2 separate regions of the Macaca mulatta genome follow, and region 2 is linked to region 1. A link is a contact called in public Hi-C data. All regions are on one chromosome and are shown on one strand. The core of a region is the stretch at or near the end of the contact, and the rest is flanking DNA. Distances in the headings are between cores, read along the strand shown.

Region 1 (6,063 bases), core at 1,210-3,709:
ACTGTTTAGTCCTGTAATAAGACGCAAGCAATCCCCTTTATTAAAAGAGAAAATCCTGTGAACCTACCAAAATATTGGCTGTTTCCAGGGCTATTGAGAAACTCCCACACCTACACCCCCAGTTACATTTTAATGCTCAGTTTGACAGCAGAACCACCTGCCTCTTTGTTTCAAAATGTGAAGTCACATCACTATCTTATGTACTGTTTCCTCTTCATTGCCTATATGTCACCTGGAGGAGTATTTGGCTAAATATTCCTAAACCCACAATTAAAGGTTAAAAATACCCTGAAATTGCAGGAACAAATGGTTGCCTATAAGTTCCGTGGATCTCTGAAGCCCACTTACAGGAAACAAAGCTTTCTTGCCACAACCATATTAAATCCAGGAGGATGTAGGTGATGTCTGATTGTTCATCATTGTACTCCCAGGGTCAAGAGCACAGCAAGGGCTCAAGAAGTATTTGTTATAGTCAGCAGGGAGAAGACAATAATGAGAATAAGTATACTCTTAACAGAGAGAACTCAAAGTTTTAAAATCATAGTAAAACATGTATGACTGACATAAGAACGTTTCCAGAAAGCAGGTCTGGTCATTAGACTGTGGGAAGAGTTCCTGAAGATCCCAAAGTAGGAAGCTACACAGAGAGGAAAGGGAAGAGGAAAGGAAAGTGTTCGGGGGAGTTTCACTGGAAATGATTGAATAAGTCATGCTGTTGGAGAGAGAGGCCCAAGCTTCAAGTCCCCAGTATGCCACCATTAGCTGTTTCCTACTGGAAAACCCTGCATCTTAACAGAGTCCCATTTTCTAGTAGATTTGACAGAGACCAGAATTCAGATCTCACAGGAGTGCTGTGGGAATCAATTGAGGTAAAAGCTATGAAAGTATGTTATGAAATCAGTATCACCTACACCTAAGTCTGGGTTGGGGTCAGCTTGAGTAAAAGACCAAGGGATTACAAAGGGGTATCTAGGATGAATTAAGAAACTATTTCCTAACTGCAGGCTCTCAGGCTACCTGGAAAAGATTCTGACTCAAGAAAAATGTTGGCCTCCTCCAGGTTGAGAGACCACACTTACACAGTATTGGAGCAGCTTTTGTATGACAGAGCCATACAAATATGCGTCCAGCTTCCAGCTCTCTAGTCAGCTGCAATTTAGCACATCCTACTCTGAATTTGTCACTTTTCTCAGACAACCATCTTCTCCTCCTAACATCCCTATTTATCATCAACAGGCAGTATCTCAAGCCACTTGGGCCTGAAATTTGTGTCCTCATTGTCAACCTTGAAGCATAGAGCTGCCATTCGAAGAAATCCTTTGACTACTCTCAGCCCAGACTTCCTCATCTGGAGAATGGAGATATTATCAGCGGCTCCTACTTTGTTTCAGTGTTTTGTGGGAATCATCTGATGGATGGAAAACCTTTTGGAAAATGTAAAATTCTATATAAAAAAAGATGATCCTAAAAATTGCAACATTATAGGATTAAACCAGAACAACCACCTTCATCTAGGTTATACATGAAAATCGAGTTTAAAAATCTCATATTTAGTAATAACCAAAAGATACTGGTTCAAAGAATCATGACTCTCACTTGTGTAATTTTTCTACTTGTTCTCTTGCTAAATACCTTAAATCTTGGAGTTCTAATACTGAAAGAATTAAGAAAATCATTGCCACATTAAAGGTGAAAGTTTTTAAAAATATATTAATGAGGTGGTGGGAAGTAGGCTGACATTAAAGTAGGTTTGGAAGTGTTTGGTTTCTCTAATTAAATAGAGCTAATGAGTTTCTCCACTGAGTCTGAGCGCTGGGCTAAACAGTCTCACAAGCCTCTGAGTTCTGTGATCTCAATAAGGGATGGCCAACTGGCAGCCGAAAATAATCTGCATCATGGGGTGATTCATCCTTCACACCTTTGGGTGAAACCTTCCTGTCAGAATGCAGGAGCAGGTTGCAAGCACCATGCAGGGTTGAGTTAGAGTCTCTGTGGTCTTCAGAAGCTGCTGATCCCTCACTCATATCAACAGACCATAGCACAATGTCACTACAACAAGAATCGGAGAATGGCAAAATGAAAGCTTCCACAGATCACAAATCAGAGCTGGGAACAAAGTGGCAAGGAGGGATAGAATGTAACTTAACCACCCATAATTGAAAATGGGGGCAGGAGGTAGGATCTAGAGATACAGAAGGCATTCCTCTGCCCTCTCCTTACTCACAAGCATGGGAGACGGGCTTTAAAAAAATAAAATGAAGATAATCTAGCACATCTTCAGTGCTTTTGTGGGGTCTGCAGGTATAATCAATCCCTTGATGTAGTTTTTAAAGCCATTTATGATCTGGCCCAGCTTTCCCTCTCCATTTCTGCACATTCCCTGAACATCTCACCACCACCTCCCATCCCATCACCACAAAGACGGAAGGAGCTTCTCCCAGACCTGGATCTGTCCTCTGTATGTGCTGCCCGTCCTGTCTGAAATGACCTGTCTTTCCTCTGCACGTGCTAAGTCTTCCTTAGTGGGGCCACCTGTTCAGCAAAGACATTCCGGACCACCCCCTTTCTGTCACCCTGTTTCCCCTAGTTCCTCAAACTCTTTAAACTTGGTCCCTCTTTCAGGTCTTTGCACAGGTGCTTCTCTCCATCTTTCTCATCCTGATTGCAATTTATCTCTCAGGTCTCCGCTTAAATACCACTTGGAGGAGAAATCCTTGATATCCCATTGACTTCCCCAATCAGGGCCCCCTCTAATTGTCTACTAGAATCCTGTTCTCTTCCTTCATTACACTCATTACACTTATCACATCTCTTTAAAGTAATCAATCAATAAAAAATGTAGTGTATGTACTTGATTTAAGACCACATACACAAATACTTGAGACTGTAACATTGGTAAATTTCAAGGAGTGTGTTTTGCTCTTCGTTGTAGATCCAGTAACACTGGATGCTCAATAAAATATTTGATGAACAAATTCTCTTCTCAAAGTGCTCAGAGCACTTTGTACAGTCTTTAAATATAACACTTATTCCATAGTAATGTAATTATTTTCCTTCATGTTTATCCCCATTCCTGGATTTTGAGCTACTCAAGATTAGGTGAGATGGCCCCACAACACCCTGCACTTGGCATATCTTAATTGGCTTTAACCTGCCTTCTAGCTTCCTGGTGGCAAGAGCAGCTCGTTAGAAACACACCTGGTGCCTAACACTGTGTCTGGCACACAAATAGTTTTGAAACAAATGAATGAATGAATGGCTAGAATGTCTTCCCCTCCATTTTCCCCTGACCTCCCAAAGTGCCCTTTCAATTTTGGAGGATACTGCATCCTATTCCTTTGGTGAGATACAGTGCACCTTCTGTGTGTGTTTCTTACTTAAAACACATTCAGTAAAACCTACAGAACTTTCGATTTACAGAATAGATGTTTAAGGTGGGCGATTACTTCCTTGAAAAAAGAATTTTTTCCTGCAACAGGATACAGAGACCTGTAGGCATGCAGCTCTTCCCTCCATTGAATTTAAAGTATGATTTGTTGAAAACTGCTATTTGTTAATTTTTCAAGGAGATGCTATTTTATAAAGCTTGATATACTTGTGTGCAAATAGGTCCACGTTTGAGCTGTGTTAAAGGAATCAGGCAAATCCTTACTCATCACCAGGTAGGACCAGGCTGGTGACACAGGAGCTGCAAACACGGTGCTCAGCCTGGGCTGCAGAAATCAAGATTGGCATGGACATACCCAGGCGAGTTAGAGAGGAGGGGCCTGCCTAGGAAGGGGATGCAAAACTGCATAATCTAAAGGAGAAACGAAAGGTGCCAAATGAAACTGCAGAATACTTACAGAGTACATGATTACGCTCTTGAAATACCTGAAGGACTGCCACCGAATTAGACTTTTTCTATATGTCCCAAAAGAAAGGCTCAAGGTGGAAAAAAACCATTTAACTGAATTGTACAGAAAAGAATGGGCTGCCTTAGAAGAGGCTGACATTCTGGACATCAGCAGGGTGCAAGACAAGAGAAGGAGAATAATAGTAGTGATGTTGTGGGAGGCATTTAAGCATCAGATTTGGGAAAAGGGATGGTGAGGAAGAGGTAATTAATACTAAGTAATAGCAATGATTTGTTGATGTAAGTGCTGTGTGTAGGCATTTAATCTCCTATAATGCTGTAAGTTGTGAGGGTACCCTTCGTCCACTCATTTTACAGATGAAGTAACTGAGGCACACAAAGCTTCAGAATGTGCCCACAGTCACCAAGCTAGGGAGGGCTGGGGTCAGGATTCAAGCTTAAGTCCATCCACTTCAGTAGCCTATGCCTCTAGCCACAAAGACAGCTTATATCCTGTCCAACTCTAATTTTCTGGGCCTTAAATATTGAGATATCAAGAAAAAAGCTACACAGGAGTCTCAAGTGTATCTGGTGAAGCCGAGTCCTTCACCTTCTCCTTTCCTTTGTCCTCCAGCGTAATTCCTGTGCTTACGACTACAGAGCATGAAGCCAGTTTTCAAGTTTACTGCGTGTCTCTGTGTGTGTGTGCATAGATCTGACAGGGCTAGTTCATTTCAAGTAACCAAGTATGTCTTTGGACAGCTCTTGTCAAGATCCAGTAGAAGAGCCAATTCCAAAAATATGTTCCTTTAGTGGTTTTTTAGGGTTCTCTGCTCTGCACGGATTGACAATGTGGTAACAAGAGACATTCTGGAGACTGGATTTAATGCAACCATATGCTAGACAGAATGAGAACCCATATTGCAGCAGACCAGCCGGTACATTTCCATGTTAACAGAAGCTTGATTGCAAATTACATTTAGTCTCAACAGCTCAGTTCACTGCACACAGATGCCATGGGGGACTGTAAAGTTAGCGAGATGTGGGGGAGTACGACTAACATTTTTTTTTTTTGAAAAAAAAAAAAAATCCTTCAGCTGATAGAATGCCAAGGAGCATCAGCGCTGATGCTGAAAAGAAAACGCTGCTATATTTGTTTTGCCAGAAAAGGAAAAATAATCATTGTCGCGAGTTGTTAGTCAAATTATGAATACGAGCTCGGCTGGTAATTGTCTGATAATACAAACAGTGATATTAGGGTTGTCAGATGCGGCACGCACTGTTTGACAGCTAACATGTACGTGCTCTCTGGATGAGGAGCTGGTTCACTGATTCCAGAAGTCAGGCAAACAGAGGGCTGGCTGATGGAGGAGAGCTTCCCTAAGATCCTGGCCTCCAGTCCAGGGCTGGATCTGGGTCAGCTTCCCAAAGTGTGGTCAGTATCTCTGCTACACAGAGGAGGGTCAGTGAAACTGTGGAAAGAACACAATGTGGGTTTCAGTGGCAGATGCAGCTCTCACTTACTGTGCAACCCTTGGCAACTTATTTAACATCTCTGAGCATACATTTTTCCACTTCTAAAACAGGGATAATTTTCAACCAGGTCCTCCTCCTTTGTGAGGATCAGCTGAGAACCTTGTGTGTGAGCATACAGTAAACCACATGGTGCTTTCTAAATGTTGGGGCTGTAAGTTGTCTACTTGGCTGGGTTTCTTTTGCTCCCATTTTAAGAGCTGAGCTAGAGTGATTTTTTGTCCATTTTCTCATGGCTGGAGCAGATTTTCTTCTGTCTGAGTACAAACACCTTTCAGATAGAATCATTCATCTTCTTTTCCTCAAGGAGTGTGGCCACAGGGTGCCTCTCACCTAGAGCCCTCCCTGACCCCTTTATTACATGCTTGTCCCCTAGGGAAGCTAGAACACGTTCATCAGGTTCTATCCTGTATGCATAAAGCCCTCATGCTCTCCATCCTTCTGTTCTCCAGACACAAAGCTGTGACAGACACTGTTCTGCTTGACAATGTGTTCTCCCCTTAGCCTCTAACTCCCTGGACCCCTTGCAGCTGAGTGTGACTGGGTGGCTAAGTTCTAGCCAAAGGCATAAATATGGACAGGAGTGATGTACACAACTTCCAGACATCACCTTTAAACTTGCTATGTGTGCCTGATCCTCATTCTCTTTCCCCAACCTCCAGAGGAGTGGCAAAGACTTGAGGAACTAAGGGGAG
Region 2 (6,063 bases), core at 2,457-4,956, 170 kb after region 1:
CTGGGCTGAACTCATCAGAGGCCCTCCCGCTTTTAGACAGGTATTCAAATGAATGAATGTTTTATTCTAAAAGACTTTGTTTAAAAATATGGTTTCAGAACTTTCTCACTCTCATGCTCACCAATGCCAGTATAAGAAAACTTTAGGCCAGTTTGAAATCAACATCAAAGCAATTAAACGTTGGTTGGACTCCCACTATATGTCCTGTGAATATCCCTGTTTTGGAACTTTCCACAATTTGTCTTCTTTTAGATTTCTGGTTGAATGCATTGATTTGCCTTACAAGACATGGGCTGTGATTCGTCACAGCATTGTCCCAATGTGTGCTTCATGGCACATCCACAAAGAGTATCTGCCCTTTTAGCTCCTGGAGACTTGATTTATAAGGCTACTATAGTGATGCTGTAGTTATAACCTTATAAGCTCCTACTTTCTCATATTCTGCCAACAGCATCACACTTTTCCTTTAGGGAACCACCCCTCCCACTGTCAATCCATGTAGTGAGAAACTATCTTCTTCATGTAAGTTCCAGCAGTGGAGTAGATCCAGGCTTAACCAGTCAGCATATCTAACTTCAATAGCCACTGCGACTGAATTATAGATGGGTGCAGCCCATTTCAGTACATGGAGAATTGATTCTTGGATTTTTGCCAAAATTACTTGGGGGAAAAACGACTTTTGATTAAGGTTATTAAATGGATATGATACAAACCTGCAGCTGCTGAGAGGCACCCAGGAAGAGATGCCCAAAAATTTACAAGGGATATGAAGGCCCTCTTCAAGAAGAACTACCAACCACTGCTCCAGGAAATAAGAGAGGACACAAACAAATGGAAAAACATTCCATGCTCATGGATAGGAAGAATCAATATTGTGAAAATGCTCATACTGCCCAAAGTAATTTATAGATTCAATGCTATTCCCATCAAGCTACCATTGACTTTCTTTACAGAATTAGAAAAAAACTACTTTAAATTTCATATGGAACTGAAAAAGACCCCGCATGGCCAGGACAATCCTAAGCAAAAAGAACAAAGCTGGAGGCATCACGCTATCTGACTTCAAACTACACTACCAGGCTACAATAACCAAAACAGCATGATACTGGTACCAAAACAGATATATAGAACAATGGAACAGAACAGAGGCCTCAGAAATAACACCACACATCTACAACCATCTGATCTTTGACAAACCTGACAAAAACAAGCAATGGGAAAAGGATTCCCTATTTAATAAATGATATTGGGAAAACTGGCTAGCCATATGCAGAAAACAGAACCTGGACCCCTTCTTTACACCTTACACAAAAATCAACTCAAGATGGATTAAAGATTTAAACATAAGACCTAAGACTATAAAAACCCTAGAAGAAAACCTAGGCAATACCATTCAGGATACAGGCATGTGCAAAGACTTCATGACTAAATCACCAAAAGCAATTGAAGCAAAAGCCAAAATTGACAAATGGGGTCTAATTAAAGAGCTTCTGCACAGCAAAAGAAACTGTCATCAGAGTGACCAGGCAATCTACAGAATAGGAGAAAATTTTTGCAATCTATCCATCTGACAAAGGGCTAATATCCAGAATCTACAAAGAACTTAAACAAATTTACAAGAAAAAAACAAACAACCCTATCAAAAAGTAGGCAAAGGGTATGAACAGACACTTCTCAAAAGAAGACATTTATATGGCCAACAAACGTATGAAGAAAAGCTCATCATCGCTGGTCATTAGAGAAATGCAAATCAAAACCACAATGAGATACCATCTCACACCACTTAGAATGGCGATTCATTAAAAAATCAGGAAGCAACAGATGCAGAAGAGGATGTGGAGAAATAGGAATGCTTTTACACTGTGGAAATGTAAATTAGTTCAACCATTGTGGAAGAAAGTGTGATGATTCCTCAAGGATCTAGAACTAGAAACACCATTTGACCCAAAAATCCCATTACTGGGTGTGTACCCAAAGGATTATAAATCATTCTACTATAAAGACACATGCACATGTATGTTTATTGCAGCACTACTCAGAATAGCAAAGACTTGGAATCAACCCAAATGCCCATCAATGTTAGACTGAATAAAGAAAATGTGGCACATATACACCATGGAATACCATGTAGTGATAAAAAAGAATGGGTTCATGTCCTTTGCAGGGACATGGATGAAGCTGGAAACCATCATTCTCAGCAAACTAACACAGGAACAGAAAACCAAACACTGCATGTTCTCAATCAGAAGTGGGAGCTGAACAATGAGAACACGTGGACATAGGGAAGGGAACATCACACACCGGGGCCTGTTGGAGGGTAGGGGGCTACAGGAAGGATAGCATTAGGAGAAATAACTAATGTAGATGACGGGCTGATGGGTGCAGCAAACCATCATGGTACATGTATACCTATGTAACAAACCTGCACATTCTGCACATTATCCCAGAACTTAAAATATAGTAAAAATAAATTTAAAAAAAATTTTAAATCCAACCATGTGTTACATACAAGAAACCCACCTAACTGGTAAAGACATTTACAGAGTCAAAGTAAAGGGATGGAAAAAACAGGTAAAAAAAAAAAAAGAAATCTACATAGAAGAACCATAGCTGAGAGAAGACAAGCATAGTTCTGATTTTCTTACTTGGTATTTGTCGAAATTATTCAGTTGTGTTCCCCAAATATGATTTTTTGCTTAGCCTTATTTGTGTTGAGTTTCTGTTAGTTGCAACCAAAACAGTCCTTATTAATATAGATACAGAAATAAATCTATATAAATTTACTATATTCATAATTTTGTACAGTTTACAAAGTACCACCGTATGAATTATTTCTTTTAAACATCATAATAATTTTTTAAAGTGGCCATTAGCATGCTCCCTATTTAATACATGAAAAAATGGACATTAATCAATTTACCCAAGCTGTAGCCAGTAGGTACCTGAGTCAGAGTCCAAATATATTATTCCTGTTCTGAATCCAGTGGCACCCATCCTTGTTTCAGGGATTTTACAATCAAGTACAGGAGACAAGTTTAGCCCATATATAAAGTTAATATAACAGTAAGATACAGTTAATGAGGTAGCATTTGTTGGTCAGTAAAACTGATGGTTCCTTAATGTGTTCAGAGGGGAGACAATGCTGAGGTGTGGCCAGCATTAGGGGAACACACGGGGGAGAAGGGATGGCACCATTGATAAATTTCCCCAGAGGATTTTACAACATGTTGGGATATGAGATTTGGAAAGGCCTTTAAAATTTTCTATTCCAATCTCATCTTAAAAAAAAAAAAAAAAAAAAAAGATTGATAAGAAAAGGGGGCTTGTTTTCATTACTATCAGTCGTTCCTTGATTATCTACTAACTTTCAGGCTCTGTTTATACACATCATTGCCAACGCTTTCAACAACATTGCAACATAAGTATTTTTACCTCCACAGATATAGAAAATGAAACTCAAAGTTTCTTCCCTTGGTTCTTTTGTACAAGCTGTACTCTGATTTCAACTCTCCTTCCTTTCCTTGTCTGAATGAGGAGCACCTACTCATCTTTTAAGACATCTTTGAAGATCTCTTTCATAGCGACTTCTCTGTCCTTCCCAGTTTACTATACTTCTCTCTCAACTCAAGGCCCAACTACTCCTATCAAAGCACAAAAGTGTGTTAAACATAGAGGTCTTTGTTCACACATCCATTGGCCCTCTACTAGACTGTGGGTTCCTTGAGGTTAGATAAGATGTTTCACATGTCTTTGTTTCCTAGTGCCTAGCACAACACTGGCAGAGCAGGCGAGAAGAAAGAAAAAGAGAGAGAAGAAAAAACAGAGGACCACAGGCTTAGACTTAGGGAAATGTCCAAAGTTATAAGGTAGAGAAGGAAAAAGCTATGAAGTTTTTAGAGAAGGCCAGGATGCAGGTGTAGGAGAACCAGAGTAACATTAAATTTCAAGAGGTACTAGAGGTAAAACTGTCAAAAATATGCAGTGCTGCAGAGCGGTACAAGACAATGGGACTGAAGAAAAGGTCACGTAGTGAATAACTACGCTGTTTTTGCAATCTGCTGGTAATTTCTCAGAGGAAGTTATCAGGGGTTTGAATTATTGAGAGAAATGTTTTTCTCTGAAGGCAATCTGAAGGATCTATGAAATTGAGCAATGGTGTAATTAAACTGCAATGCCTAGTTTGCCTAAACTAGGTTGAAAGACCTTCAGGGCTTCCGGTTTCCACGCTCAGAGCAGGGACTGGTTGTATCGGCTTAGCTTTCACCAGGGAAAACCCAGCACAATGAAGGTGACGCACATTTCATATGCCAAGGAAAATAGGATTCAAAACCAAGGTATAGGCTGAGCTGAAAATGAGCTTCACAAAGCCTTAGCTAAACTCATAGGTGAGAGATTCTTAATGAATGACCATAAGAAATCTAGATATCTAGGAGCTACACTCCTAACTTGGTTGTTGCAGTCAGGGAAACAAACCAGGCTCTTCTGCAAAATGCGCTCCACTGCCTCTGTCAGAGACCCAGTGCCAGGGTGAATTAGCTTTGCGTTTGTTCCCAGGAAGAGGAAAAAACAATGAGCCAGAAGACCAAGTTCTAATTTCAGCACCTCTGTTTACCAGATATGTGATGGTCGGACAAGATATTTCTTCTCTCTGAAACTCTATTTCCTTATCTACAAAGTGGATACCATAATAATACTTTCCCCCACAAGGTTGGGGTGGGAATCTAGTAAGATACTGGCCTTAAAAATTGTTTACGATTCTTTCCTATACCAATATTGTTAATTATCGGTATAGTAGATGTGTTTTTGTTATTGGTAAAGGCAAAATGTCAAAAGAGGCCTTAAAGTTTGCAAATCCAACCCACGTATTTCAGTCCTCTGCCATTTTTCTCTGACCCTTAGTTTTCATGAATTCCAGTGTAAGTATCTGCTGGGATACAAACTTTCTTTTGCAGTTTTTCATTATCTGCTTGTTGAATAACTGTTATGTTATTCATAACATAACATTGTTCTAGGCACTAGAAATATGAAGGGAACAACAGTAACAAATAAAAATAATAATAAATATCCAGCATTCCTTAAGCACTTTCCATGTTCCAGATTTGACATATACCAACTCATTTAATCTTTTTCACATCACCGTCAGGTAGGCATATTTATTTTCTTCATATCACAGATGAGAAAACTAAGACTTGAAAAAGTTCAATAATTCAACCAAAGCCACACAGTGGATAAGCAGAAAAGCCAGGAACTAGGAGTGGCCCAGGTTGCCTGGCCCCAAATCCTGCGCATTTCACCATTGTGCTGTGCTGCCACAGTAGTCATGGTTCCTACCCTCACGGAGCCCATACAATCGTGGAGGATACACACAGGTCAGCAGCCAACTACAATACTGCCTCCAAGGGAGAGTTCCTGGAGGAGCAACCGCTCTCAGACAAAAGAATTCTGTCAGTCTGTTGATCAGTACTTGGAAACTAGGCTCTGATAGACAAGGCAGTACCTCCCTCTAACCGTATGCCTTGAATCTGAATATTTGCCTCTGAAATATATACACCCTTTTAGTTCTAACCATAATACAACCTCTTACATGTATGCAATACGTCATGGCCTATCTATAAGGTATGTTACATCCATGGTCTCATTTGCTCCTCCCAGCAGTGATGTCAGATGGGTGGGCTTGGGACTATTATCCCATTTTATATATGAGGAAAGTAAGGCCCTGAGAAACAAGGCCACTTGTCCTGTTATTAACTTAGTAAGTGGCTGGTCATCAGATTCATGTCCAGCCTTCACTCCTATATTTGCCCTCAAGAGCATATCATTTATCATCTCAGTTTAAAGCTTTGACAATGAGAATTACTTCTCTGGTCAAACCTGCAAATATTTCAGAAGAGGTCCCAGAGTGGAGTTTTGAAGTTCTGCTTTCCACAAATGTATACTTTTTTTTTTTTTTAAGTAAATCTACTTTGTATTTGTAGTGTCTTTTGTCACTTACAGCTAAGTTCTTTCAGGCTTAAAGTTTAGAGAATTTTGTACCCTCAGGATTACTTAGCCATTGACTTTGAT

What was found. A called contact is a pair of places that touch in the nucleus more often than the background predicts.
Region 2: a Hi-C map of blood shows a contact between it and region 1, with 4 times the contacts expected there. The contact joins two enhancer-like sites. A contact is called at or near these places in 7 of 14 Hi-C or Micro-C datasets (CD4 T cells, blood, cortical neurons and 4 more).

Annotation. Positions count from the first base shown.
Region 1 is chr2:9,501,237-9,507,299 of T2T-MMU8v2.0, forward strand. The region is part of intron 7 of TPRG1 (tumor protein p63 regulated 1); the gene reads right to left. Among named protein-coding and RNA genes, the nearest start is that of TPRG1, 190 kb to the right of the region's middle. Within about 2 kb of position 2,460, at least 5 of the 40 cell types and tissues checked have an H3K27ac peak or open chromatin away from gene starts, as enhancers often do. A contact at or near this core is called in blood, where this site is marked.
Region 2 is chr2:9,667,010-9,673,072 of T2T-MMU8v2.0, forward strand. All of the region lies in intron 1 of TPRG1 (tumor protein p63 regulated 1), which reads right to left. Among named protein-coding and RNA genes, the nearest start is that of TPRG1, 20 kb to the right of the region's middle. Within about 2 kb of position 3,707, at least 1 of the 40 cell types and tissues checked has an H3K27ac peak or open chromatin away from gene starts, as enhancers often do. A contact at or near this core is called in blood, where this site is marked.